Linked DNA regions of Mus musculus: regions 1, 2, 3, 4, 5 and 6 are each linked to region 7. Evidence: chromatin contacts called from public HiChIP or PLAC-seq and promoter capture Hi-C data. All regions are on one chromosome and are shown on one strand. Each heading gives the region's core, a stretch centred on a gene start, on an enhancer-like site or on the middle of the called end of the contact. The rest is flanking DNA. Distances are from core to core; before and after follow the strand shown.

Region 1 (3,650 bases), core at 535-3,034, 280 kb after region 7:
AGGTAACCCAGTAACAAAAGAACACACCACATGATTTGAACTCACTAATAAGTGGATATTAGCCCAAAAGCTCAGAATATCTAAAATACAGTTAATAGACCAAATTATGCTCTAAAAGAAGGAAGACCAAAGTGTGGCTACTTCTTACAAGAGGGAACAAAATACTGGAGCAAATATGGAGATAAAGTGTGGAGTAGAGACTGAAGGAAAAGCCATCCAGAGACTGCCCCACCTGGGGATCCATTCCATATACAGACACCAAACCCAGACACTATTTTTGTTTGTTTGTTTGTTTGTTTGTTTGTTTGTTTGTTTGTTTTTTTGAGATAGGGTTCCTCTGTATAGACCTGGCTGTCCTGAAACTCACTTTGTAGACCAGGCTGGCCTCAAACTCAGAAATCCACCTGCCTCTGCCTCCGATTGCTGGGATTAAAGGTGTGTGCCACCATGTCCGGCCTAAACTCAGACACTATTGTAGATGCCAAGAAGTGCATGCTGACACCTAATGTAGCTGTCTCCTGAGAGGCTTTGCCAGAGCCTGACAAATACAGAGGCAGTTGCTTGCAGCTAACCACTGGACTGAGCACTGGTCCCTAATGGAGTAGTTAGAGAAAGGACTGAAAGAGCTGAAGGGATTTGCAACCCCATAAGAAGAATAACAATATCAACCAACCAGACACCCTTCCTCCCTGAGCTCCCAGGAACTAAACCACCAACCAACCAAAGAGTACACATGGAGGGACCCATGGCTCCAGTTGCATGTGTAGCCTTGTGAGACATCAATACCTTTGGTCCTGGGAAGGCTTGATGCCCAGTGTAGGTGAATGCCACCGTGGGGAGGCTGGAGTGGGTGGGTGGGTTGGGGGAGTACCCTCATAGAAGCAGGGGGAGGAAGGATGGGATAGGGGGAAACCAGGAAAGAGGATATCATTTGAAATGTAAATAAATAAAATATCCAATAAAAAAGGAAGAAGAACAAGAAGAAGAAGAAGAAGGAGAAGGAGAAGGAGAAGGAGAAGGAGAAGGAGAAGGAGAAGGAGAAGGAGAAGGAGAAGGAGAAGGAGAAGAAGAAGAAGAAGAAGAAGAAGAAGAAGAAGAAGAAGAAGAAGAAGAAGAAGAAGAAGAAGAAGAAGAAGAAGAGAAGAAGAAAATGATCAACCTGGGAACAAAAAGTATGCTATCACTACAGACCCCATAAAGCATGGAAACTAAAACAAAAATACACACTACCATCAGCCCACACATATATATTTAATAATTTAGATAAGATGGGGCAATTCTTTGAAATCAACAGGTTACAAGAAGTCACCCTAAATTAAAATGAGGGTATTTATTTTGGGAGACTCTCCAGGCCTTAGAACCATTGACTGCTCCCATCAGAGCTTAATTCTGAATCTTGGCTGGTCTGATCTTTCCCCCATAATCCACTACTTCCATGTCTCTTCTTTCCCAGACTGTATTCATTATGAGTGAGAACTACTTCAGGAGCCCTGAACAGCTTAGCTCTCTTCAGAAGCAAAATTTGCAAGATGATTTGATTAGCCTTCCCATCCAAGAGTCTTCCCTCATTGTCCTCCCCCGAACCTCTCTACATCTAACATAGGAGTCCTCCCCTTATTGTCCTCCCTTAAACCTTTCTGCATCTAATATCATCACAGCTGCACTGCAGGCTTTGGTCTATCTCTGCAGATCTGTGAAATTCATCTCTTGTCTGACCTAGAGCTGAAGGACTCCGGGGTTGGCTTTTCGGTGGTGCAATCATTTTCAGAGCACAGCATTCCCCTTCTTTAGGTCTTGCAACACTGTTCCCCAGCTCAACCAATTACCAAGAGCACGTGGCTTGTCTCATGAGCTTTATTTCCTGCTATACAAGAACCACCAGAGTTCTCAGAAGAGCCGAGGTTCTGCCCAAATAACTGTGGCAATGTTAGGACACAAACGGAACATCTGTTCTCACTCTCTCCTCGAATCCAAGGAAGAATCGTATGCTTTCTGACTTGTAGACTCCAGTTTCTGGATATACATCTCAGATCCCTCTTCCCTTTTCAGCTTTTGTTAAGTTAGTGTATTATGGGGAAGTTTACAGTGAACTCAAAGCTCTCTCATCTCTACCTAAAGTTTCTAAATTGTTTTTTTATTGTTTGTTTTTAAGACAAGTTTCTTTTCATTTTAAAGGGGTCTTTCCAAATTGATTCCTGTGAAGAAAGGTATACACTTGCAGGCAGCATTTTGTTAGTAGTGTGGAAGACTTGAGGAAAGTGGCATTCTTAGTCATATTTTGAGAAAGCAATGGAGTGTACAATAGAGTCACTGACTAAGCCAACAAGTTAGAATGCTTGAACCTCCCAGGGGCCATCCCCATATTTAATATGGATTTTTTTAAACCACTGGAGCTGGGCCTCATTTCTCTCCCACACTCCTTGAAAATTCTGACCCTCATCCAAGACCGTCACTACAATTTAATACCAGAAAGACATGGTCTGTGTGCTATCTTCTACACTGATTTCCTAATTTTAGTTATATGGTGTTGTGTGGGGAGATATGGATAGACCACCAAAGCTCCACTTCGTAAACCAGGGAATTCTTTGGGGATGTTTGTAGTATGGGGATGGGTTTATACAGGGGCAGAAATTCAATGAAAACTGCATCACCAACAGCCAATGCCAGCCGGGGTGATGCCTCACGAAAGTCAGAGATCTGGAGCTCACCACACACCCGAGGGAGCTCAGAGACTGGTGAGTGACTTTTCCAGGCAGCTCTGCTGGTCTGGTGAGCTTTGGAGACTCCCCATTCATCACCCTAGGGATGATTATGTGGCTTTTGTTCTTAACTTTGTTTATACGGCGCCTTACCTTTATTGATTTTTACATTGGTTAAACCGATCTTGTGAATCCAGAGTGAAGCACACTTAGTCATCATGTCTGTCTTCTGAATGTGTCCCTGAAGTTAGTTCGCAAGTGTTTGTGTTTGTGACTGCGTTTCAGCAAAGAAGCTGGTCTGTAGTTTCTTTTTGTTGTGACTTCAACAGGTTTGGGTAGCAGGATAATGCTGACATCATAGAATAAATTTGGAAATATTCCTTTGCCTCCTATATTTTGGAACAAGAAGCATTATTATGGGATCTTCCTCAAAAGTTTTATGAAACTCAGGAGATAAATGTATTCTGTCCTGGTTTTGTTTGTTTGTTTGTTGTTTTGTTTTGTTTTGTTTTTATGGGAGGCTGAATTTCAATCTCATTGCTTGTGATGGGTCAATTTGATTTCTTTATAGCTCCTGGCTTTAATTTCCATAGATGATATGCACTTAGCAACCTATCCATTTCTTCTAGGTTTTCCAGCTTTTTGGAATAAATTTTCAAGTATTCTCTAATGATGGTCTGGATTTCATTGGAGTCTATGGAAATGAGTGTTTGGCTCTTTTTAATTCACAGTCTCGCTTCCTGGGTTGTCCATGCCTGTTTTCTTGGGCCATTCTCATGGGGTCTCTGTGTATTTCCAACCCTGGTAAGTTTGATGGGGTGGGCTAGAACTGATTAGTTTAATCTAGGGCCAAAGTTCACACAGTACCTGTCCCCTTGGGCTCTGCTTGTGTCTGCCTCCTTTGTGATAGGCCTGTGTTCACGTCCTTTGGGTTATACCTTCTTCACTAAC
Region 2 (3,224 bases), core at 356-2,855, 310 kb after region 7:
CATGCCATTGATAACAATAATTATCATTAGAACACTTAGTTTTCTAATTTTAGTTTTTAAAGGTGAATCAGGTCAATTGATGTCCCATTTAGCTTGTGTCCTCTGGATCCGAGTGTCCCTCTGGGATAAAGGAGGTTGGTAGAGCAGTCACAGAGCTAAGCATGTCCCCTTACACCACCTCCTTCCTGGCAAAACAAACTTGTCAACCATCCCCAGCCCACTTTCTACCGTCCTCGTACCACATTCATGGGCTCATGCGAATACTGGAATCCCAGTAAACAACTGGACCCTGACCTCACCTAAGACCTTGGTCCTCACTTCAGGCTCCCTAAGAAGGTTCTGACGCCTGCTGCACTACATACGCAGAGAGACAGAGAGTGGTACCCACAGGTCATGCTGCATATTTCAGAGACATTTACTTACGCCACCTGAGAAATGGAATTTAGGCACGTGCACAGCTGTGCTCTAAATCCCCATGGGGCACAGCTGGCTTAGGTCTACAGGCCTCCTGACAGCTCTCTTGGCTGTTCCCATGCAGCTAGCTAATAGCGACCAGGACAGGTGCAGGACTCCAGCCTTTCAAAGTTTCACTTCTTTTATCAGCAGCGCTGATTTTGTAAAGTATGAAGGTTACCAACCCATTCCTACCCAAATTTCCTGGTAACCCAGTAGGGTGTCCTAGGGACCCAGGTGTTCCTAATAAAACTTTGACACATCTGGATAGGACCGAGCCCTCAGGCTGTACTAGACCCTGCCAATCAAGCACACAGGCACCCTACAGGACCTGCCAGGAAGACTGGGGGCTATGAGTGCTTTGGGTTTAACTTCCTTGTCAAGATGAAACTAAAGAACATTGGAAATAAGGCATTCCTCTAGTCACTAGTAGTTGGTCAGTGCCAGGCTCCTTGTCACAGAAGTAGCTCTTCATTGTGCTTCATATCCCAAAGTGCAACAACCCGAAGAAACCTCATTTCCATAGTGAGGGTCAGTATTTGCTGCTTTCTGAGCTCTGAGAAAGAGATTTCCTGTCACTCTATAGTTTTCCTACCCTCTGTTCTTCCTGTTAAAACAGTCTTTCTCCATTTTCTTTTTTAAAAAGTTACTTTAAATAAGCTTTTTGTGCACTGTAGTGAGTAGCCAGTTATAAGCCCTGTAACAAATATTTATCCTTAAATTCTGTTAGAAACCAGGGCTATCTCATTCCTGATGTTTATGTCTGAGCTTTATTTGCACACAAATCCTGGTTATTCTCTCACCCTGCTATCATGAGAGAAACACTGTAATCCTATTGAAGTGTTTGGGACTGGAGTGTCTGTTTATGTGTCTCTGGTACATACATGAGATATCACATATCCTGCTTATTATTTTGCCCAAGTTCTGTTTTGCAAGTTACCATAGACATCAGTTTTTAATCCAGTAAGAACAGTGTGATATGCAAAAGTGTGTTATCATACAATGCCAAGTTCAACTGTCAAGTTTCAAACAAATGTTTACATCAATCTTCTGCGGCAAACCTTCATTACTTGATGTGTGGGGGAGTTAAACGTCCATCTGGGTATGAGTTAGAAGTCTACTTACTGCCTGTGAGTCAGGCATGGACTAGGCTGTGGATTGTGCCATCAGCTGGCCTGCTGCATGACACAGAATTGTCTCCACCAGCCACAAATTACATCTGTCTATGCCTCTATTTGTTAGACAATCTGGCACCAGGGACAGCTGAGAAGAAAGATTTTAAAACAGCTCATTTGATTGATGTGTTTAAAGCTATCTCTAAATCCAAATAAAAAGCTAGGTGCTATCAAGAACACATAAATCAAACATGACCCTCTTTGAGCCCTGACAGGGTCTGGCTAAGGCCACGTGACACCCACGTGTGCAAGCTACAATTGACTTACATTCAATGTTAGACCAACCAACCAACCCACCCACCCCATATTAAGGACTCAGAGGCCTTGGCTTGTACTGCACCATAAAATAGGTCACATTTTAAAGTTGGCTCAGCTGTGAGATGTAGTGCAAGGCCCAGCATGTAAGCCATGATGAGACCAAACTCAATGGTGGAGCTTAAGATTTCTGTGAAGTCTCAGTTAAAAATGCAAAACATGGTTGATGCCCAGGAGGCTGTTGGGAGATCACCTGGGACCAATGAGTGGGCACAATACATGGTGTTATAAAATAATGATACTTGGTAGCTAAATGCCAATCACTTGAACTTCACATTGGGAGAACCCAGTGCTGGGCCGTGAGGAGTTATGGTAACAACTTTTTATGCCTATGAAAACTCTGTTTGTGGGACAGTACAAAGTACAGCATCAGGTAGAGCTCAAATCAAAACAACCCCCCCAAAACGCCCCTTTTGTTGCCTGTCATTCTCACTGTCAACAACCAACACCAGCTCTATCTAATGTATGCTATGAGGAATTTTCTAGAAGAGTGTGAAGCTCTAGAAATCAACCACAAGCCTAAATACGTAAACTAGAAATCTGAGTGAAAAACAAGGTCATGGCTGGGAGGCACTTTTTCAAGTTCAGCCCAGGAGCTGCTGGACCCTGTGACTTCCTGTCACCATGGCTGATCCTTCAGACTCTGCTGCTGCTGCCATGCGCCATGATGAATGAACCCTAAAGCAACATTTTGCTTTGTTTTTGCATGAAGAATCTCATTGGCTCATCCTGGTCATGTGATCATGCGATATGCTTTAGTTACATGGAAAGTAGAATCTGGAAGCTGCAGCATCATTAATGATAGACAGGGTCTTGATGCCATAGCAGGTCCTGAAAGTGGAAGGGTGAAGGGCCTGGAGACTTAGGAGCAAAACTACATGTCTGTGCACACACACACACACACACACACACACACACAACACACTATAGCAGTGGTGAATTTCTGCATTAGAAACTTTAGATTTTTGTTTACTTATTTACACATAATTAAAAACTTGCTTCTATCTTTTCTAATTTGTTGTTGTTGTTGTTGTTGGAGATTGAACCCAGAAGTTTATACATATTAGGCAGGTGTTCCACTCCTGAGATGATATCATGAGGTCTGAGAATAACCCATGAGGCATGCAAAGTGATTCTGTCTGTTCCTTTTAATTTTTTTCCTTTGCACCCTTCGGCATATAGCTTTCACTTGGCAGCCACAAAAAGGCACAAAATGAAAGAAAAATCATGCAAGAATAGCTCTCATATCCCTGCATCCTATGGAATCCACTTCCTGGGATT
Region 3 (3,751 bases), core at 926-3,425, 300 kb before region 7:
AACATCTGCTTCTCTTTTTCACCCACTCTTGTGCTGGCTTGACAAAGACAGATATTTTAGGACAACTCATAAACCATGGGCTCTTGATCATGGTGAGTGAGTCAGTTACCTGGATCAACTTAGAGCCGACACCTGAGACTGGCCCCCAGGGGTGGGAGTCAATGACAGAGAACATGCAAAGCCAAACTAGTTCATATGGGAACAAATTTCATTGTTGCGAGGACCCTGCTTTGGAGATGAATACTCTGTCCCTGCAGTTCCCAGCCTCTCTCTGGTCCCTGTCCTATCTTTCTGGAACAACCCAGGAAAGACTGTTTTCATACACAGTGGAAGCCTAGATGTTGATGGTTGTGTCAGCTTTGGATACCAGCACAGGTATAGGAGCAAGATCCCTTAAACTGTACTCAGGTGACTTTCCAAGGTGACCTGGTGTCCCAAGCACTGTGCCCCAACTCTGGTTCTTCAGGGTTCATTAGAACAGCAGTTTTCAACCTGTGGGTCATGAACCCTTTGGGGACCTCATTTCATATATTTATGTTACAATTCATAACTGTAGCAAAATTACAGTTATGAAGTAGCAACAAAATAATTTTATAGTTTAGGGTCACCACAACAGGAGGAACTGTGTTAGAGTTGCAGCACTGGGAAGGTTAAAAACCACTGCAGTAGAATCATTTTGTTTGGTATCTAGTAATTTAGTGTCTAGAACTATGAAGATGGTGGATACATTTTATCCATAGACTGAACCCTTGTAAGAGCCTAATACAAGGAATGCTTACAGTTTCCAACTCTTGGAACAGTTGCTGCAGTTGAAGGAATTGGGCAAAGTCAATTTTTTGATAGTTGATTCCAAGCCTTTAGGCTTATTATTGACACGCCCCAAGTTGCTCCTCTACAACAAACCTCGAAAATATTGCTCTTCTATTTTGAAAGGACTATTTGCCTGTAGCTTTGTAATATGGTGTCTTCCCCTTCTACCTTCTTGGTAGAATGGAAATGTTGACCCTTCTATTTGATAAGCTCTCTCATACTTCTCGACCATCGTTCATTCTGAGGATGATGTGTAAATAGAGCATTACCGTAGTACTCTAACTCAATGCATGAAGCTGGATACTTTATAAAGAGATAGGTTCCTTTGTCTTAACAGTTTTAGAGTTACAAAAAAATATTGCCAAATGGCATGGTGCTAATTCTGGTGAGGATCCCCTGATGACCTCACAACGTGTTAGAAGACATCAGGGCCAGAGAATATGCAAGAAGATATTGTGTGCTAAGACATGAATGCAGAGAGTGATTCCAGAACCAGGATCGCTCACTCATACCTGGCTCTTACCAGAACTAACTAGGAATTACCATACAAAAATATCTTTAAATTCTCTTTAAAGGAAAGGCTTCTCAGTGATCTAAACAAATTTACCTGAGCCCAGCCCTTTAAAGGTCCTGCCCCCTCTCAGCTTTGTCAAATGGGGGACTAGACAGGCACCTTTGCAGACATACCATATCCAAACTACAGCACATGGTCTCAGTCCTTTCCAGCAATAACATGGAAGTCTTATGGTTGGGTCTGGTGACAACCATACACCGCCCACAGAACAAGGCAAGCTATGAATAGGAAGGACCTGTGTAAGCAGGCAGACTTGTCTCCATCCAGAGTCAGTCAGTCTCTCTTTGCCCTCAGGTTCAGGCGTGGAGCCTTCCTGGAAGCAGATAGGACACAGAAGCTCCAAGCCCCCTTCCTCTGTTGAATCCAGTTCCTTAGCACACTCATGCTCTCCTCATCCTTCCTTCACCCAGAGCATCCTCAGACATCTAGGCTTCCTCACTTGAAGCTGGAACTGCCAACTGTGGCAGTGGAACTCCAGGCCTAATGACAGGCGAGAATTATGCTGTAATGGGAAAGTTGAGTAGGGGGCAGGTAAATAAATTAACAGCATGTTTCCCAAAGTCTCATTCCCTTTTTGAGATTTAAAAACAAACAAACAAACAAACAAACAAACTCCGAGCAAGGTGTTCAGTTTTACAAAGTATTAAGAAATGGCGGCTTGTATGTGACCTTTCTAAAAACCACGAGAATCATGGGACTACTTCCTGCCAACCAACAGCCTCTCCTGCCTTACTGCTCAGCTATGCTGTCTCCTTGGAAACAGAATCTCTACTAGAATAAAAGCCACTCTCGGGCATTCTAGTGTCATGCTTTTTCTCCTCAAGTGGAGAAAGACAAAAGGAAAGGGTGATGTCAGAGCACTGCTGGTGTCCAGAGAATTCTGGGGATCCCTCAGCAGGAATGCTGGCTTTGCTATGCTGCCACCTGGCACAAGAGTGGCCACCTGTGCTAGTATGCTTTCCTTCACTGTGATAAAACACAACCAAACCAACACGGAGGAAAAAAGGGTTTGTTTGGCTTATATGTTCATCACAGTGAACATATAAGAGAAGTCAGGGCAAAAGAACTCAAGCAAGAACCTGGAGGCGGGAACTGAAGGAGAGACCATGGAGAAAGCCTGCTTACTGCCTTGCTCCCAGACTCACTTTCTGCTGGGAGTTGGGGGGGACAGTTCTGATGAGAGGGAGGGGGGCTCTTCTTTCTTATCGGCTCTTCTTGAGGCAGCCGAGGGGGAAGAGCATAGGCAGAGGGTAAGACTTTGCCTTACGAGAAATTTAGGGTTGCTGTATAATAAAAAGATAACTTATCTAAGTCTAAGTTACTATGTTATTGCAGCTGACCTGCTTTCTGCATTCCTCTGAGGCCAGAGTCTGCAATCTCAAGCACTTAGCACCACATCCTAAAACAGCAGGAGATTAAGTAAAGGATTAATTGCTAGAGCCTTTTCCCTATTGCCCAGATGCCTCTTGCTTGTCAGGCTAGGGGGAAGTTTGGAGCAATAAACTTCTATTGAACCAGAAGTAGAGAATACCATTCACAAAAGGGAAAACTTTTACATAAGCGAATATGCATGATCTCACATAAGTTCATATACAGATTCATACATGCTCGTTTATTCATTTATACATTTCTATTCAAACCCAGTTGGGTCCAGCTTGCCTGCATTCTCACAATTACATACTTACACACACACACACACACACACACACACACGCATACATTCTCACAATTACATATGTACATACACATCCATACTCACCTATGCATATGGAGCAAAAGACCAAGCACCGGTGCAGAAAGAACTCACTCATTCTGGATAATAAATGAGTTCAATCTTTATTACATAGAGAAAGAAAAGACTTCTACACTTTTAATGCTAAATGAATTAAACCCATGTTTGTAAGAAAAAGGCATTTTCTTTAAAAAATAAGACTAAGCCTGCCTTGTCCTTACCATGGGATCTGCTCTTTCCCAGGGTAAGGAGAAGCCTGCCGCTCCTTCTGCTCTCTGCAGCATCTTCTTTCTTCCTCTTTCCCTCTGCATTCTGCACAGTGCTCTCTTAGTATTTTATGTTACCTATAGTTTCTAAGTTATTCCACTCTGCATTCTCCTTCTAATCTAAAAAGTGTTCTATCTAAAAACTTCTCCTCAGCTCAGTTCCTCTCTCAGCTCAGTTCTTCTCACCTCCATTCCTCTCACCCCAGTCCCTCAGTTCTGACTCTTCTCTTTGTCCTCCGCTCTTAAACGTCATGTAGAATACATGACCACATGTTAAAAAGTTCATCAAAAGTTCACACATAAATAGAAATAGAAGTTTACGACAGAGAATGTTTACATGCATATTCATTAGGAGTAATTATCTAGCTA
Region 4 (3,340 bases), core at 482-2,981, 450 kb after region 7:
CAGCTACATGCAAATTCTTTTGGCTTGGTTGGCAAGATGGCTCAGGAAGTAAAGGTGCTTGCCACCAAGCCTAACGATCCCCAGAATGGACAAAGTGAGAGGAGAGAACACCTGAAGATGTTCTTCTTACCTATAGCCATGGTACACACACACACACACACACACACACACACACACACACACACACACCACACACACAAAGGTTAAAGAGTAATTCTACCGTGGCCTGGTTGGTAACTGTTCGTTTAGTGCTCCCAACACCATGCATTGAATCTCAGGGTAGTTCTCACGGCTCTGTCAGAAAAAGACTGGTCAGCTTGAGGAACCGGCCTCTCAGGCCTCTCAGATATCCTTCTTTGCCTTAAGTGGCTGAAGTCATCTAAGGAAAGGAATGAGCTCACATGTACCGCTCACGGACTGAGGCGCTCCAAGCTCCCCACTGCTGCTGCCCACATTCAGCAAGGCACCACCCCTGCCCATCAACCAAGAAGCTGCCTCTCTGATTTCCCAATGCCGTTGCTTCTTTGCCAAGATAATCTTTCCCAGACAAGGATATTCAGGAGAAATAGAAGTCTCCAGAAATGCGGAGGGGTGGGCATGTGGTGGGGAATCACACAGAAAAGGCCCTGGCAGCCACTCCGTTAGATGATTCGACGCTTGGCTGGAGACCAGCGGCTGAGAAGCATATGAGAAGCTCATCAGCTTGGGAGTTGAGCAGTTGCCCACAACAGCTCAAAAGTCGACATATGTGGAAGAAGGCGCCTTGAAAGAATAAAGCGATTAATCTTCCAACTAGTTAACCAGCAAGTTCTCTCTCCAAAGTCGCCAGCACTGCAAAACTTTTCCCACTTGGAGAAAAGGGGAGAAATCTACTAGTCAGAGCTCAGTGTGTGTGTGTGTGTGTGTGTGTGTGTGTGTGTGTGTGTGTGTGTGTGTGTGTGTAGAGGTATAAGGGTGCATATGAATGTATCTACAGGTAGGGGCCAGACACAATCTCACACAGGCCTGAAATGCTCTAGTCCAGTAAGCTGGTTGGCTAACAAGCTTCAGGGATCCACCTGTCTTTGCTTGCTTTTAAATCCACCTGGGATTTAAAAATGTGCAAACACACCCAGCTTTTTAAGCGCAGGTTCTGGGTATCAAACTGGTATCTTTACATTTGTCAGGCAAGCACTCAGCTAACTGAGCTATCCCCTAAGCCCAGAGATACATTCTGACTGACCTTGGTCTTCGACCTTCAGTGACCGACAGCATGCTGACAAACAGCAAATGGCATGGTTATCGATGTGTTATCTGTAATAAGAAGTGACCATAGGGAAAGGGATTTTCTGATTGAAAACAAAAACATCCACCTCACAAAATACCCCTTTCCCTGCCTACAGCCAAAGACAATTTCTTCTAGAACAGCTTCCACAGTGTGTTATGTAACTTCCCTCACACTCCCACCCCTAAAATGACAGAAGTGGCAGAAACCCAACCTTTCTATCTTTCATAGAGAGAAAAAAAATCCCGGGCTAAATGCCAGGAAAGTGGAACATGGCGATGCCACCATTATGCAAACAAAAGACATCTTATTTTGTTTCGTACTGAAGACTAAACTCACCCTCTTACAGACCCACACAAGAGCTAACCCATGGCCTCATAATAACAGCAGATAATGAACAATAAAGCTGTGTGGTTGGATATGACAGACAGACTGGGAGATGCCCAGGATGACTAAGCTTATTAAATGCAAGAACCATACTTCATTCCATAGTTTGGGTTGACTCACTCTTCTATAAACCCCTAAGCTGAGTCACTGTAGCTGGAAGCCAAGAAGCTGAAGTGAGAGAGCCAACTAGACTGTGTCTTCACTGTCCTGTGGCTGAGGATGGCACTGCCAAATCTGAACGAACCAGCCCTCCCCCTCTTCCAAGCAGACACCACACCGAAGCCAGTTTGCACTGTCTATTGTCATACCTACCCCAACACAGGAGACAGGAAATGATATGAAGAATCTATTATATATATTATGTGTAATATATATATACATATATAGTATATAAACACATACACATATGTGTTTGAAAAGCCATTTACCTTCATATCAAAGCAGTTTCAGACACCTCATTTTGTGATAAAAATGTCAGGTATGGCCCATTTGCCGAGACAATAGAAACAAAGCAAGGAAGGAGGGAGAAGAGGAAGGAGGGAGGAAGGGAGGGAGGGGAATGTAAATACTGGGCAAAACCTGAGGGCACGCCAAAGCAAAAACTCAAGGATTCAGAACAGCGAGTAGCTAAGTAGGTAGCAAAAGTGCTCACACAACAGGGTCTATGAGGATGGAGCTCAGGAGTTCAAGGCAATAGAATTGGGAAGAACAGGTGCCAAATACAGGAAGCCATGTGTCATTTTAATCCAAGAACCGACTCCAAATCGACAGCAAAAAAAGAACCATATGCAAGTACAGATAAAAGAGTTATACACAGGAGAAAGGAACTCAAGAACTGGGCAGCAGACACTCTGCCCTTAGGCTGCCTCAGTATCTCCTTTACCATCATAGTAAAAATCTCATCTGTTCATTACGTTAATTCAAGTTACTTCCTGTTCCTTGCACCACAGAGTGTTTGCTAGCATGTCATACATATGTATATCATACAGATGTTGAAGCTTGTCGCCAGCTGTTCCTCAGGATGAGTATAGCCTCACTTAGACAGAAGTAGGAAACATTCTTCTCTACTTTTAGAGTATCAACTCTAGATATTTCCATTTCTTTGAATCGTTACAAGCTCTCTGATATATCCCAATGGTGTTATATTGAAATGAAACTTTCATGCGATTCACATACACACACTTACACACACACACACACACACACACTAAAGAAAACAAACAAACAAAAGGGATAAATAACAGGAAGAGACTTAGACACAATGAACAGAGGCTCCTACTGATAAATTTGGGTTAGCTCCATTGGGAAAATGGTGAGATCATTTGTGGCTGAGTATGGAATAAAAGATCACAGTGAGCATTTGAAGCCTTGAAGGAATGAACAACGATGTGTGAGTGTGTGCTGTGTTATAGTCAAAGAGGAATGGAGCCCGGTGGATACCTGGGCCTCCTTGAGATTTCTTCCACATAGGGATTTCCTCTTTTCAAGACCCCACTGGTCAACACTGTTTATGCATCAGAAGGAGGCCTGGCCACTGCACTATATAAAATGTAGCTTCACTCAGCAAAATGGGTGTGGCTACAATGGGGGAAATGCACATTTAATACATCTAATTATTAATTTTTATGAGTTCAATTTATACTCAACCAAAACATATTTAGAAGAAAGCAAAAGTATTCATATCCTAGA
Region 5 (3,251 bases), core at 359-2,858, 320 kb before region 7:
AAGGACCTGCCCAGAGTTGCTGCTTCCCTGTCTGACTATTCCTGGGCTTTTAAAAAAGGAAAACCTCCCACTGGCCTCAAGTTGCCATGATCTTGCGTGTGCAGAATCGCTTTTCTCAGGGGCTGCTTGGGAGGGGTCTGCTGATGGGCCGATGGGGTACTGCTGTGTGTGCATTATTGGGATTCTTTGAAGCAGAGTGGACCTTTTTACTCTTCCACGTTCTCTGGAAAAGCGGGTTGTGTTAAATGAATCCTCCAAGCGAGGATGGTGAGCAAGCTGGCTCCTGATTTCAAAGAGCAGCCTGACCTATATCTGCCCGGTGTGCTTGTGAGTTCCCCAAGCACAGTAACCAGAGACAAGTGTTCTAGAGGAAGACGAACAGCGCGGTGTCAGCTGGCCATTTCTGTCTGTCTCTCCACTCCATCTCCAGACCTGACTTTGGAGCAGCCTGAGCTGTATTCAAATGCTGACACCGTCTTCTGACAACATTGCCCAGGCAGGACTGGGGCTAAAATTAGGATTATCTTTCTATAGAGGTGGGGTTTACAAATGATAACAGGCTTGCATAAGGCCAGACCAGTCTGGAGAGAGCAGGGTCTCTGGCCCAGCGTGTGGGCAATTCACCCCCTGTGATAGAAAGACATATATTAAGAACTCAGTTACTTATGGGTTAAAAGGAGAACTTTCTGGTAAGAGTGGGGGCTTTGGCCAATAGCCTCTCCCCTCCCTGGCCTCAATGTAGTGCGCTGCCTTTGTGGTCTTTGCATTCAAAACCACAGAGTGAACATTTCAGAGACCATGTTCATTTTGTGTCTGTCATCATTCTGAGTGCCAGCTAAGATGCCAAGGACTCATTGCTGCTGACCAGCATGGCTGTACATATTCTGTACATGCTCCATCTGTCCATTCATTATCTTCCCATCCATCCATCCATCCATCCATCCATCCATCCATCCATCCATCCATTCAGTTTAAAGAAACAATGGGAAATTTGACTTCATTTTATGTGAGGAAACGCTCAGGAAACACAACAGACTTGTCAACCTGAGCATCGGGCAGTATCTAAGACTGGCTATCAAAGGTACACACAACACTTACACCATGGCAACCTTGCAACTCAGGGATGGGCAGGGCTGAAGGTGATGTTAGTTTAGTAAACAGAGTACAATGCATTGATTGTCTTTTCCTCTCTCAGGGGGAGGGATGGAGTAGACAGAATAAGCACGGATGGCTAGCCTTGAAAACTAAAAAGGAAAGACCCAAAGCTCCAAACATGGCAGTGCGCGTAAGGTACCACCCAGGGGAGTACCCATTTCTAAACACTGGGGAACTGGGAATTTTGATAAGAAGAGGCTTTACTGTGCCCACTTAAAGCAGCTGTGGTTCCATGTCTCTTTGTTCTGAGTCCAGCCTTCCTAAGTAGCTGTCTGGTCTCCATAGAAGGAAGCGGGTGCCTGACTGGGGAATGAGATTACTGCAGTCGCCAGAAGGGAGTGAGTTTCACTTTAAAGGAGCTGACTGTTGACTCAGCTGAGTAGTGAGTGAGTCGTCTTTCCTACCGTCAGTCAGGTTCCAGGTTGGTGGTCACCCCCTCAGCTGAGGAAAATGCACTTAGGTTGAATTCCTTCCTGCTTGAGCTTCTCAGAGGAGAGTTGCTAGCTTCCTCCCACATCACAGGAGCCTCCACATCCTCCGATCACTAAAGCCCACAGTTTCCTTTTAGGTACCTAGCACGTGCCTGTGACTTTAAATATAAGCTCTCAATAACCATCACAAGATAGATTCCTCTCCCCGTCTCACAGTCTGGAAACAAACTCACAATGGCAAGTAGCTGGCTCAGGGGTATACTGTCTGCTAAGTGGGAGAGCCTGATGAGCCCCAGGGCTGTCTGTTTCCATGGGCAAGGATCTTCCCGGGAAACCGTTCCTCTTTAAATGGGTGGTCTTTTTTTTTTAGGTGATTTGTCTAGACAGGTGCCAATTGCTATCACTACTGTATCTCTTACTCTCAGTACATTTTCATCAGCTACAGAAGATGTAGACTATTTAGAGTCATGTCAAAGTGATGATTCTAAGTTCTCTAAAGTAAAAAATATTAGGAAAGATGTCGGTCATTGACATTTGTTTCACTAATTTATAATCTTAGACACTTTTGGGGAAAGCAAATATTCTCTGTTCTAAGACAAATAGAAGAACATTAAAGCTGAATTTCATTATCTATTAAGATGCAATTTTAATGTCCTTTGTATACTTCTCATATCTGTATTCACATATACCCACATATCCAATGGCTTAACGGATGCTTGTTGTCATGCACTGAGATATGAATTATTTAGACAGAGCCACTGGTCTCCTGTCAAAACCAATAAATAGAAAGCAAAGCAGTGGTTTGGGCACTGGGATGCTTGTTGAATATTCTTGCTCACTGAGATGTTTAGGAGTACACAGTCACAGCATAACTTTACGTGGCAACTGTGAACAAATTCTTTAGTGAGACAAATGATCAGTGTACGGCATATTCAGATGTTATGTATGCCCTGTGATAGGAAACCATGAGATGCCGTGTTTTATGAGACGCTCATCTTTACTTAATAACTGATGTTTTTAAGTAAGATTTTCTAGGAAATACCTAGAAATCAGCCCAGTAAGTAATTTTGATAGCTATATTAATTTTGCTTGTTAGGAAATGAAGAATTGTATCATTTCAAAAACAAAGAATAAGAACATCATCAAAAAGGAAGCCATCAATTGAACACTCACCATCCAGATATCTTCCCCCACAGGAGTATATGCTTTATATAACCTCCACTCACCATCCAGATATCTTCCCCCACAGGAGTATATGCTTTATATAACCTCCATAATCTCTGTCACAGGCCTCATGAGCCCCTGGGTAAAATTAGCTTATACTGACATCTGTATCTAAATTATCTCTTTTTAAAAAATATATATGGGCTCTTTTGAATTAATAAGCCAAATTTTTAATATTTATGAAATCTTATCTGACATTAAGTTACTTATAAGCATACTTGGAAAGATTTCCATCTCAAATGCTTGCCCGTAAGTTTGATCATATACTTCAGTAGTTTTAATTCATCTAGAATTTATTTTCCAATAAGGTATGAGGTGAGAATAAAGCTTTATGTTTTTACTCACAGCGAGCCTTCAGCTTGATTTATTAATTCTTCCTTTCCCTCGCTGACTTAAATGTCATCTTTATCACACTCATATTTCATTCTTATGCCCAGGTCC
Region 6 (3,776 bases), core at 1,248-3,747, 390 kb before region 7:
GAGGAATCTATAGAAGAGGCTTAGGTCATGGACAAGACCAAAAATAAGCTACCAGCCTGGAAAATTCTCAAAAATGCTGTCTTCAAACTTCCTGGTAGGTGCACGTGTTTGGTTAAATTCAGATTGCAGGCCATGCATAGCTTCCAGGAGATCTGGGGAAGCAGGTGTCTGGCATTTCCCCACTTCTGTGATGAGATGTGGCTTGCTCTTCATATGGTTTAAATGTGGGAACCCTCCCAAAGATTGGAAAGGGTTCACCAGTTGGGCAGCTAAAAATAATCTATGTCTGCCTCACTTCCTAACTGGCCTGAACCCAATGTCAGGCATCCTAACTTCCTCCCTTCTTTGACTACTTGATGTACCTGCTTTGACAATCCTCAGTTCTGATTGAGCATAGTCACATGGTAGTGGGTCTCAGATGCTTTAAAACCACTGAGGAAGCACACACAATTGGTCATGAGTCTTTGGTCCTGTAAATTTCATTAATGAAATGACTCTAAGTCCATCTGTAGTTCTCAGCTTGCCATATAGAAATTTAATTCTGTGCATGTGGTCATGAAATCCTCATGCAGATGGTTGCTTAGGGTCCATTTTTTAAAAAAATTATATTTGTCTTCATATATGTCTGGACACCATATGTGTGCAGTGCTCACAGAGGCCAGAAGAGGGCGTCAGATTCCCTGGGACTGGAGTCTCAGAGAGGTGTGAGCTGCCACGTGGGTGCTTGGAATTGGATATGCTCCCCCACCCTTGAAGAGCTACCACTTCTCTTAACTACTGAGCCACCCAAACCCAGAATCCATATTTTAGGGTCCCCCATTGCCCAGAGTTCCTTTCTAAATCATTTCTCCAGTTCCATCAATGTCAATCACTTAGTTGCCAGGCCAACTCGGGCAAAGCTCCCCAGCTGTTCTGTAGAATTCCAACTCACAATTTCTTCTTCCTGTCCCTCCCCATTCCTCCCTCGTTCTCTGCTGCCTTCTGCTTCCATTCCAAGATGGAACTGGCGAGGGATGCTAACAAGAATGCCCTCTGGTCCATCCTGAGAACACCCTGCCTAACGTGCATTTTCCTTTGCTCTAGCGTCTCTCAAGTCTAATATTCCCTTGATAGCCAGGCACTCTACACCCTTTCTAATCTAAAGATCCTTCTCTCTGTTGACCACCTTCCTGTTCCTTCTACACTTCCTAAGATCCGGGAAAGGTTGTTGATGCCCCAGCATACTTTCCACTTTGTATAGTTTCTTATGCCCCCCTAAACAGTTCCTGCTCTGGAGTGACTGCTCTCTGCTCCTCAGTCCTGAAGCCTACAGCTTCTCCTCCGCCTACTTTGTCCTGAACCACACAGAAGCACATGACCCCGATACAATTTCCTGTCCTCTTGCTGTGGCTTTTGGAGTAAGTCCTCCAGTTTTTCCTTCTGCTCTTCGGATCTTCTACTTCATCTGTGTCCTTGGCTGACTTTCTCCCTGGTTTGCGCTCTCATTTTGGCTACTTTCAGCTCTTTAGCCGTGACTAGCAAGGTGATTGCACTGAGAGCACTGTGTCCCAACCCCAATTCTTCTGCTTTTACGTTCAGATCTTTACAAATGGTGGCCCTTGAAGAGTCTCTTAGGCTCCTTTCCTTCCTTACCTCCACTTCCATCTCTCTTTGTGAAAACGAAATGGTGTGAAATATACATAGTATGCAATGCGCTGTTTTAGCCGTTTTACAGTATACAGTTTGGTGACTTTAAGTTCATTCACCCCCTTTGCCGCCATCATTCCTGCCCCCACTCTGACTCCCAAGAATCTGACTGACTCAATATAGGCTAGGCGAGCACTCGACAACTGAGCTGGATTCCTAGCCTCCATCACCCATCTCTCCGTTTGCTGCCTTTTTAATACATAGCTATATGGGAAAGGACTATTTCTTGTTAGCATGTTTTTTTCTTGGGGCCTGTGCTGTCATCACTTCCCGGTCATCAGAGGAGCTTAGTTTAGTGCCTGACCTGAAGCTTGTGGGCTTCCCTCATATTACAGGGGCTCCCATCACCACTTGGCTTTTACGTGGGTGCTGGGAATATAAACTTCAATCCTTATCCTTAATTGCTTTACCCACTGAGTTATCTCCCCATGCTCCTAGCCACAATCATTTTTAAGGATGTCTCTGCCAGGTCATTTGCAATCCTTCTCTTTTTTTCAGATAAGAAAACTGGGGCTCAGAGTGATTTAGTTGTCCAGGAAGACACCCAGGGCTTCAAACTCTGAGCTGTTTCTGTTGGTGTGTCACCAGAAGGGTGACCTATCTGGTGATACGCCCCTGCCCTTGAGGGTACTACTATCTAAAGCACGTGGACAAGACAGCATTTATCTGTTGGAAATGTCCCCAGGTGGAGCCCAAGCATCTGGAGCCAGTTAGAAGGAGCTGGGGATAGTGGGTGGCCGTAGCCGGCCTGTAAGGACACGTGCTGGGGCTTGCGTTCTGCCAAAGGCCCCTTCTGCTGGCATCTTTGCTCAGAGCAGAGGCGCCGCCTGGTCTTGTCTAGACCCAGAGCGTAGCGCGCGCGGCCACCAAGGCGCACCAGCTGTGCGCCCCCCAACCCCCAGCTCACTAATCACAAGCGCCCCAGGTGCCCCACTCGCGAGCGACGGCGGCAGCCACGGGTCCCCCACACCCCAGGGGCGGAGCGAGGCGCGGAGACGTCAGGGCGGGGACCTAGTGCTGCGGAGCGCGCTCTCCCGGAGGCTCCCGGCGGCCCACGTTCCCGGCTGGCGCGGCCGGTGGTGGCGGTGGCGGTTGAGACTGGGATCTTGCAGTTCGCGGCGGCGCTGGGGCGCAGCCAGGCGGCCGCGCCGGTGGAGACGGAGGCTGAGCTCTGAGCCAGCCGTGCGCGCAGCTTTGCCCGCCCCCCCCCCCAGGAGCAGACCCCACGCGCCCTTAGGCTGTCCCCGGGGTCGAGTTGAGCTCCCCACGGGTGCCCTTTTATCTCCTTGGGTGACTACAGCGTGTGTTTTGTTTTTCTTCCTTTTTCCCCTGCCCGTGTGCCCTTCTCCAGGATGGCAGAGGCGGAATTGCACAAGGAGAGGCTGCAAGCCATAGCAGTAAGTCCACTTTTCATTTCATTTTCTTGCTCTATTGTCTGGGGTGGACGGGGACCTGTAGGCTCAGGGCCAGGGACATGCCAGCCTGGTAGCCTCCGGCCCTGTGCTGGGGTGAAAGTCTGTCCAGGCTTAGCGACGCTGCCTTTTGCCTTTTATATGTCTGTAGACTAAACCCCTGGGGGCACACTTGGGACTAGGAAGATTTGAACATGGAAAATTGGCTTAGGAATAAGATGCTTGCTGCCGCGCGCTTTAGGGATAGACTAAACGGTGGTGTGTGTGTGTGTGTGTGTGTGTGTGTGTGTGTGTTGCGGGAACTCCTGGAATATTATTACCCAGTACCCTTAAGCATGTTGCCTTCCAACTCCAGAGAAGGGAGAGAGTGGTGGCCCATGGTGGCTATCTTCCTCTTCCTAGCCAGCTATCCAGCCAGCAGCCACCTGAGTGGTAGAACGTCCCCCAGAATCCAGGAGTGCCCGTTTTCTTCCTCTGTTTGACATTAACAAGGGCTCTGGCACAGGCCACCACCCTAGAAAGGGAAGAGGCGTCTTACAGCTGGGGATTGGAAGTAATATTTCAGGAGAGTCTCTTTCTTATGGGTGTGGATTATCTGAAAACCATTGGCTCGGCATACAAAAGAGCATCCGGCTTTGGCAAAGTTCTGCACTTACAGAGTACTGTACCATGTGCATC
Region 7 (3,462 bases), core at 732-3,231:
TAGACCGGAGCAGATGCTATCATCTCTTTTCTCAAACATACCCAATTCAGGGGCTGGCAAGATGGCTCAGCACATTAAAGTGCCTGCCACCAAGACCAACGAACTGAGTTCAATACCCACGACCCACAAGGTAGAAGTGAGCCAACTCTCTCAAGTTGTCCTCTGACCACTGCCAATGGATGCCCCACCCCTATATGTGAATATAAACCGAAACAGAAAGCCCCAACAACAAAACCATATTCAGCAAATAACAAAGTGTTCTTTGCTTTTTTTTTGAGACAGCCCAGCCTCCTGAGCGCTGGGGATTAGAGGCATGAGCCAACGCCTTGGTCTAACACGTGGTCTGTGAAGCACTGAGCAAAGTGTGTGTGTAGTTCAAGGAATAATTTTATTCTTAAAGATAAACACGGCAAATCAACTGTTGATTTCTGAGCCATTATATCATAGCCTATTATTCCACTCCTGTGTGGAGATTGACCCCAGGGGCCTTTAACTACCCACACAGTCGTCAGAAATAAGGCTACATTTTACATAGTTTAATTAATCAACTTAAGCCCATCACATGAAATTTATGTGTATTCAGTTTAACTTCTGATTCTGGGCGACTCCGATCAGAGCCTTGGTAGCAGGCTTTTGGGGCCCAAGCTTTTTCCGAGTAACTGGTTTCCTGGCACCAATGTACACCGCTCCTATTGGAATGGCAAAGGTTCCATAAGTAGGTCAGTTTAAACAGATAAGGATCCAACTGGGTGCTGGGACTAATATGGCTGGTAGTGGGTGAGCCAACTTTTGTACTGAGACCCAACCAGGTGCTCAAAACTGGAGGGCGCGGACCTGTCTTCCACGGATTTCCTAGTTTAAGGGTGAGCCAGTCTTTCACACATCAATTTCCACCCCCAACCTCCTTTCACTTTTCATTTTATAAATATTCCCCGAATAGTTACAGTGTAACAGGCTCTGGGTTTCCCAATCTGGAGGATATTTTGGTTCTCAGTAACTTTCGAATATGGTAACAGTTTTTCCCTTGGGTATTATTTTTCTTTTCCCAAAGGGCAGGACTTTGTACTTGACTACTCCCTGGGGGAGAGCCCTGGTTCCAGCAAAGCCCACTTATGGAGGGTCAATCACTGAAACCTTAAGGTTGCGAGGCCCCGGGGCCAGACTTTGGGGACTGAGTCATTCCAAAGCCAGAGCTGCCGGAAACACGCCCTGCGACGCAGGAGGAGGAGTCTCTCGGGCGCGGCCTGGACCTTTCTCCTTAGTAGTCACCTGGGGTACCGATCCGAGGGTACTTAACTGGGACCCGAGACCCACCCTCATGCACCGACCTGGCCTGTGTCCTCTAGGCGGCAGGTCACTGATGGAGGGAAACTAAGGCCGAGCCCAGCAGTACAACACACCCGCGCGGCGTGTGGCACCGCGTACTCGAGAAGTGGCGGCTCTCCATCTTTTCCTAGAGATCCTAAATCCTGATTCAGTTGGGGCACGGGAAGGGGGGAGTGTCACAGGAGGACCCCGGTCCATCTCTTCACCTCCGCCAGATTTGGGCTGGCGGTAGGGAGTGCAGCTCCGGGGACTCAGGTGCTGCCCACGAGTGCATCTCCCGTACCCGGCGTTCCAGGGTCCCCTCGTCCCCTCCCCCAGGGCATGCTCCACCGCCGAGGGCGCACACAGGCCCTGGGCCGCTAAGCCCGCGGGGACACCGAGAGTGTCCTCTTCAGCACCGCGGGATGTGCGCGGCGCCCGGGCATGCGTACCTTGCTCTCGATCAGCTTCACCATTTTGGCTGTTGCGGGGAGGGAGCCACACGCGTCTCAGCAGAACCAGATGGAAATGGATCCAAGGCGCCCAACGGAGCTTGCAACCGAGTGCGGCGCCCGCCTTCTCTTTATAGAAATAGGGCGGAGCGCAGCAGGGCGGGGCGGACGGGCACGCGCGGCGGGGACGCGCTTCCCGCCTCCCGCGTCCGCCAAGGCGCCTGGGCAGGCCGCGCCTAGACCACGCCCCCAAGAGGTGGGGCGGTTTTCCAGGGGGCGGAGCCAGAGTCGGCTACTAGTGCAGCCTGGGGACTGTCCTAGCGCTGGCCTCACTCCTGGCTTCCCCGCCCCACTCTAAGCTGCCGAACAAGAACCTTAGTTTATAAGGGGCGGAGCTAGCACAGGCTCCTGGAGCAGCTTCGGGTTTTTCCAGGCTCCAGACGCCGCGCGGCAGCTACCCCTAAGAGCCAACTTCCAGCTGCCTCAAGGGCACTTTAACAGCGAACAGCGCCGGGGTAGATCACGGTCCTCTCTCACACCGTAGAGTCCTTCTGTAATCACACTGCCCATGCCCCAAACTAGACCTAAGTCAGATACTTCCAGATTGGGGCTGGGGACAGTCCCTAGGACTGCCCAGGCAGAGGTGTATCCTTAGACTAGGGCGGCCATGCTGCAGTTCGACTCAAAGTGCTGAGTAACGATGACCAGGAAGTGTCTCAGTGCGCGTCCTCGCCAACTTTCTGGGTAGTTCTTTGCCGCTTCTTTCTCCTCTCTCTCTCCTATTCCTTAACTTTAACAGGTGAACCTGCTACTGGGAGAGGCACAGAGCCGTTTAGAGCCCTGTTCTGTGCCCCATGCACATGTAGGCATGATAGAGATCGGATAGTCTAGCTCCCAGCATTGTCTTGAAGGATTTAAGGGCTTGAAAACTGACTGAGGACAGCGTTTGGCCCATAAGGAAGCACTCAATGAATTATTCTAATTATAGTCATCGCGAGCGCTAATTAAGCTTGCGTGGTGCCTTGTGGGGCCTTGCTGAGTTTGGCTGCCTTGTATTTACAATGACAGTATAGGCTTTGAGGAGATTTTTCCGCCTTGGGAGAGGACGCCAGGAAGAGTCTTCTTCAATGATAACTGAGGTGATGTTCAGGAGGACAGGGCATGGTGGAAGAAGCTAAGATTCTTAAGGTGGCTTTGTGCAGCCCCAAGAGTGCCGCTGTATGTTCTGGTGAAGCAGCTGAGGTGGAGACTGGACAGAGCCAGCATCCTGGGAGGAACTCACCAAGCCTGCATTTGGAGAGCCGATCTAGATAAATCTACATCGAGGTGAAGCACGGGAGGCTAATGAAACTGTGTCTCAGCCACCCTACCCCTACCCACTGGCTTCCCTTGTTCAAAACATTTAAAATACCAGAACCAGTTGTGCGATGTTTTTGAAGGGCTGAGGAATTCAAGTAATGAGTGAGGATGTAGACAAGAGGGAGTGTTCTGAACATAGCCCTAGACTGCGGGTGGATGCTGCCCCAAAGGCAGTAGCCTTCCCTTTAGGACAGCTGAGGCAGAGAGGAACCCCAGGCAGATGAGCAGAATCTATTAATTCTCTTTGCAGCTGTCGGGTCTTTTCAGTCCAGCTACATTCCAGGTTTCTGGCTTTTTGGTAGTCAAACACTGACCTGTAGAACTTGGAAGGGTTCCTCCCTTAGCT

Evidence for each region. Promoter capture Hi-C pulls out the DNA fragments that hold promoters and counts their contacts. HiChIP or PLAC-seq counts read pairs in DNA pulled down with a chosen protein or histone mark. Capture Hi-C pulls out chosen DNA fragments and counts their contacts.
Region 1: a contact with region 7 is called in an H3K4me3 HiChIP or PLAC-seq map of bone marrow-derived macrophages, with 4 times the contacts expected there. The contact joins the enhancer-like site here to the promoter of Txn1 in region 7. A contact is called at or near these places in 10 of 39 promoter capture datasets (the 3T3-L1 cell line, 3T3-L1-derived adipocytes, the HPC-7 cell line and 6 more), 2 of 15 datasets of contacts at CTCF or cohesin (the NIH/3T3 cell line and large pre-B cells), 4 of 484 Hi-C or Micro-C datasets (cerebellar granule neurons, myeloid progenitors, nephron progenitors and 1 more), 20 of 115 datasets of contacts at active chromatin or transcription factors (the NIH/3T3 cell line, the SCID.adh cell line, T-cell acute lymphoblastic leukemia and 14 more) and 3 of 9 other capture datasets (adipose tissue, embryonic stem cells and pancreatic islet).
Region 2: a CTCF HiChIP or PLAC-seq map of the NIH/3T3 cell line shows a contact between it and region 7, with 5 read pairs. The contact joins the enhancer-like site here to the promoter of Txn1 in region 7. A contact is called at or near these places in 6 of 39 promoter capture datasets (the 3T3-L1 cell line, 3T3-L1-derived adipocytes, the HPC-7 cell line and 3 more), 2 of 15 datasets of contacts at CTCF or cohesin (the NIH/3T3 cell line and large pre-B cells), 3 of 484 Hi-C or Micro-C datasets (cerebellar granule neurons, nephron progenitors and uterus) and 14 of 115 datasets of contacts at active chromatin or transcription factors (the NIH/3T3 cell line, the SCID.adh cell line, bone marrow-derived macrophages and 9 more).
Region 3: an H3K4me3 HiChIP or PLAC-seq map of stem cell-derived neural progenitor cells shows a contact between it and region 7, with 19 read pairs. The contact joins the enhancer-like site here to the promoter of Txn1 in region 7. A contact is called at or near these places in 7 of 39 promoter capture datasets (the C10 cell line, HPC-7-derived erythroid cells, embryonic stem cells and 3 more), 1 of 15 datasets of contacts at CTCF or cohesin (the NIH/3T3 cell line) and 14 of 115 datasets of contacts at active chromatin or transcription factors (astrocytes, bone marrow-derived dendritic cells, bone marrow-derived macrophages and 9 more).
Region 4: a promoter capture Hi-C map of hippocampal neurons shows a contact between it and region 7, with 2.0 times the contacts expected there. The contact joins the enhancer-like site here to the promoter of Txn1 in region 7. A contact is called at or near these places in 4 of 39 promoter capture datasets (the 3T3-L1 cell line, the HPC-7 cell line and hippocampal neurons), 2 of 484 Hi-C or Micro-C datasets (adipose-derived mesenchymal stem cells and tail fibroblasts) and 4 of 115 datasets of contacts at active chromatin or transcription factors (bone marrow-derived dendritic cells, bone marrow-derived macrophages, embryonic stem cells and 1 more).
Region 5: an H3K27ac HiChIP or PLAC-seq map of epiblast stem cells shows a contact between it and region 7. The contact joins the enhancer-like site here to the promoter of Txn1 in region 7. A contact is called at or near these places in 1 of 39 promoter capture datasets (the C10 cell line), 1 of 15 datasets of contacts at CTCF or cohesin (the NIH/3T3 cell line), 9 of 115 datasets of contacts at active chromatin or transcription factors (bone marrow-derived macrophages, craniofacial prominence, embryonic stem cells and 4 more) and 1 of 9 other capture datasets (liver).
Region 6: a promoter capture Hi-C map of adipose tissue shows a contact between it and region 7. The contact joins the promoter of Pakap here to the promoter of Txn1 in region 7. A contact is called at or near these places in 2 of 115 datasets of contacts at active chromatin or transcription factors (embryonic stem cells and epiblast stem cells) and 1 of 9 other capture datasets (adipose tissue).

The regions. Positions count from the first base shown.
Region 1 is chr4:58,238,812-58,242,461 of GRCm38.p6, forward strand. No RefSeq gene overlaps it. Among named protein-coding and RNA genes, the nearest start is that of Svep1, 34 kb to the left of the region's middle. Within about 2 kb of position 1,785, at least 18 of the 459 cell types and tissues checked have an H3K27ac peak or open chromatin away from gene starts, as enhancers often do. A contact at or near this core is called in 3T3-L1-derived adipocytes, adipose tissue and bone marrow-derived macrophages, where this site is marked.
Region 2 is chr4:58,267,481-58,270,704 of GRCm38.p6, forward strand. It overlaps the pseudogene Gm30907. Among named protein-coding and RNA genes, the nearest start is that of Musk, 17 kb to the right of the region's middle. Within about 2 kb of position 1,606, at least 18 of the 459 cell types and tissues checked have an H3K27ac peak or open chromatin away from gene starts, as enhancers often do. A contact at or near this core is called in the NIH/3T3 cell line, where this site is marked.
Region 3 is chr4:57,658,461-57,662,211 of GRCm38.p6, forward strand. The region is part of intron 4 of Pakap (paralemmin A kinase anchor protein); the gene reads left to right. Among named protein-coding and RNA genes, the nearest start is that of Gm52699, 38 kb to the left of the region's middle. Within about 2 kb of position 2,176, at least 35 of the 459 cell types and tissues checked have an H3K27ac peak or open chromatin away from gene starts, as enhancers often do. A contact at or near this core is called in astrocytes, neural stem cells and stem cell-derived neural progenitor cells, where this site is marked.
Region 4 is chr4:58,400,585-58,403,924 of GRCm38.p6, forward strand. No RefSeq gene overlaps it. Among named protein-coding and RNA genes, the nearest start is that of Mir3095, 39 kb to the right of the region's middle. Within about 2 kb of position 1,732, at least 100 of the 459 cell types and tissues checked have an H3K27ac peak or open chromatin away from gene starts, as enhancers often do. A contact at or near this core is called in adipose-derived mesenchymal stem cells, bone marrow-derived macrophages and hippocampal neurons, where this site is marked.
Region 5 is chr4:57,638,818-57,642,068 of GRCm38.p6, forward strand. All of the region lies in intron 3 of Pakap (paralemmin A kinase anchor protein), which reads left to right. Among named protein-coding and RNA genes, the nearest start is that of Gm52699, 18 kb to the left of the region's middle. Within about 2 kb of position 1,609, at least 47 of the 459 cell types and tissues checked have an H3K27ac peak or open chromatin away from gene starts, as enhancers often do. A contact at or near this core is called in epiblast stem cells, where this site is marked.
Region 6 is chr4:57,565,333-57,569,108 of GRCm38.p6, forward strand. It overlaps Pakap (paralemmin A kinase anchor protein), which reads left to right and starts at 2,498. Exons shown (of 11, transcript NM_001384150.1): 1 at 2,498-2,611; 2 at 3,038-3,083. The coding sequence starts at 3,039.
Region 7 is chr4:57,954,430-57,957,891 of GRCm38.p6, forward strand. Txn1 (thioredoxin 1) reads right to left here and starts at 1,982. Exons shown (of 5, transcript NM_011660.3): 1 at 1,758-1,982. The coding sequence starts at 1,781. It overlaps Gm35344 (a long non-coding RNA gene), which reads left to right and starts at 2,014. Exons shown (of 3, transcript XR_881303.3): 1 at 2,014-3,083.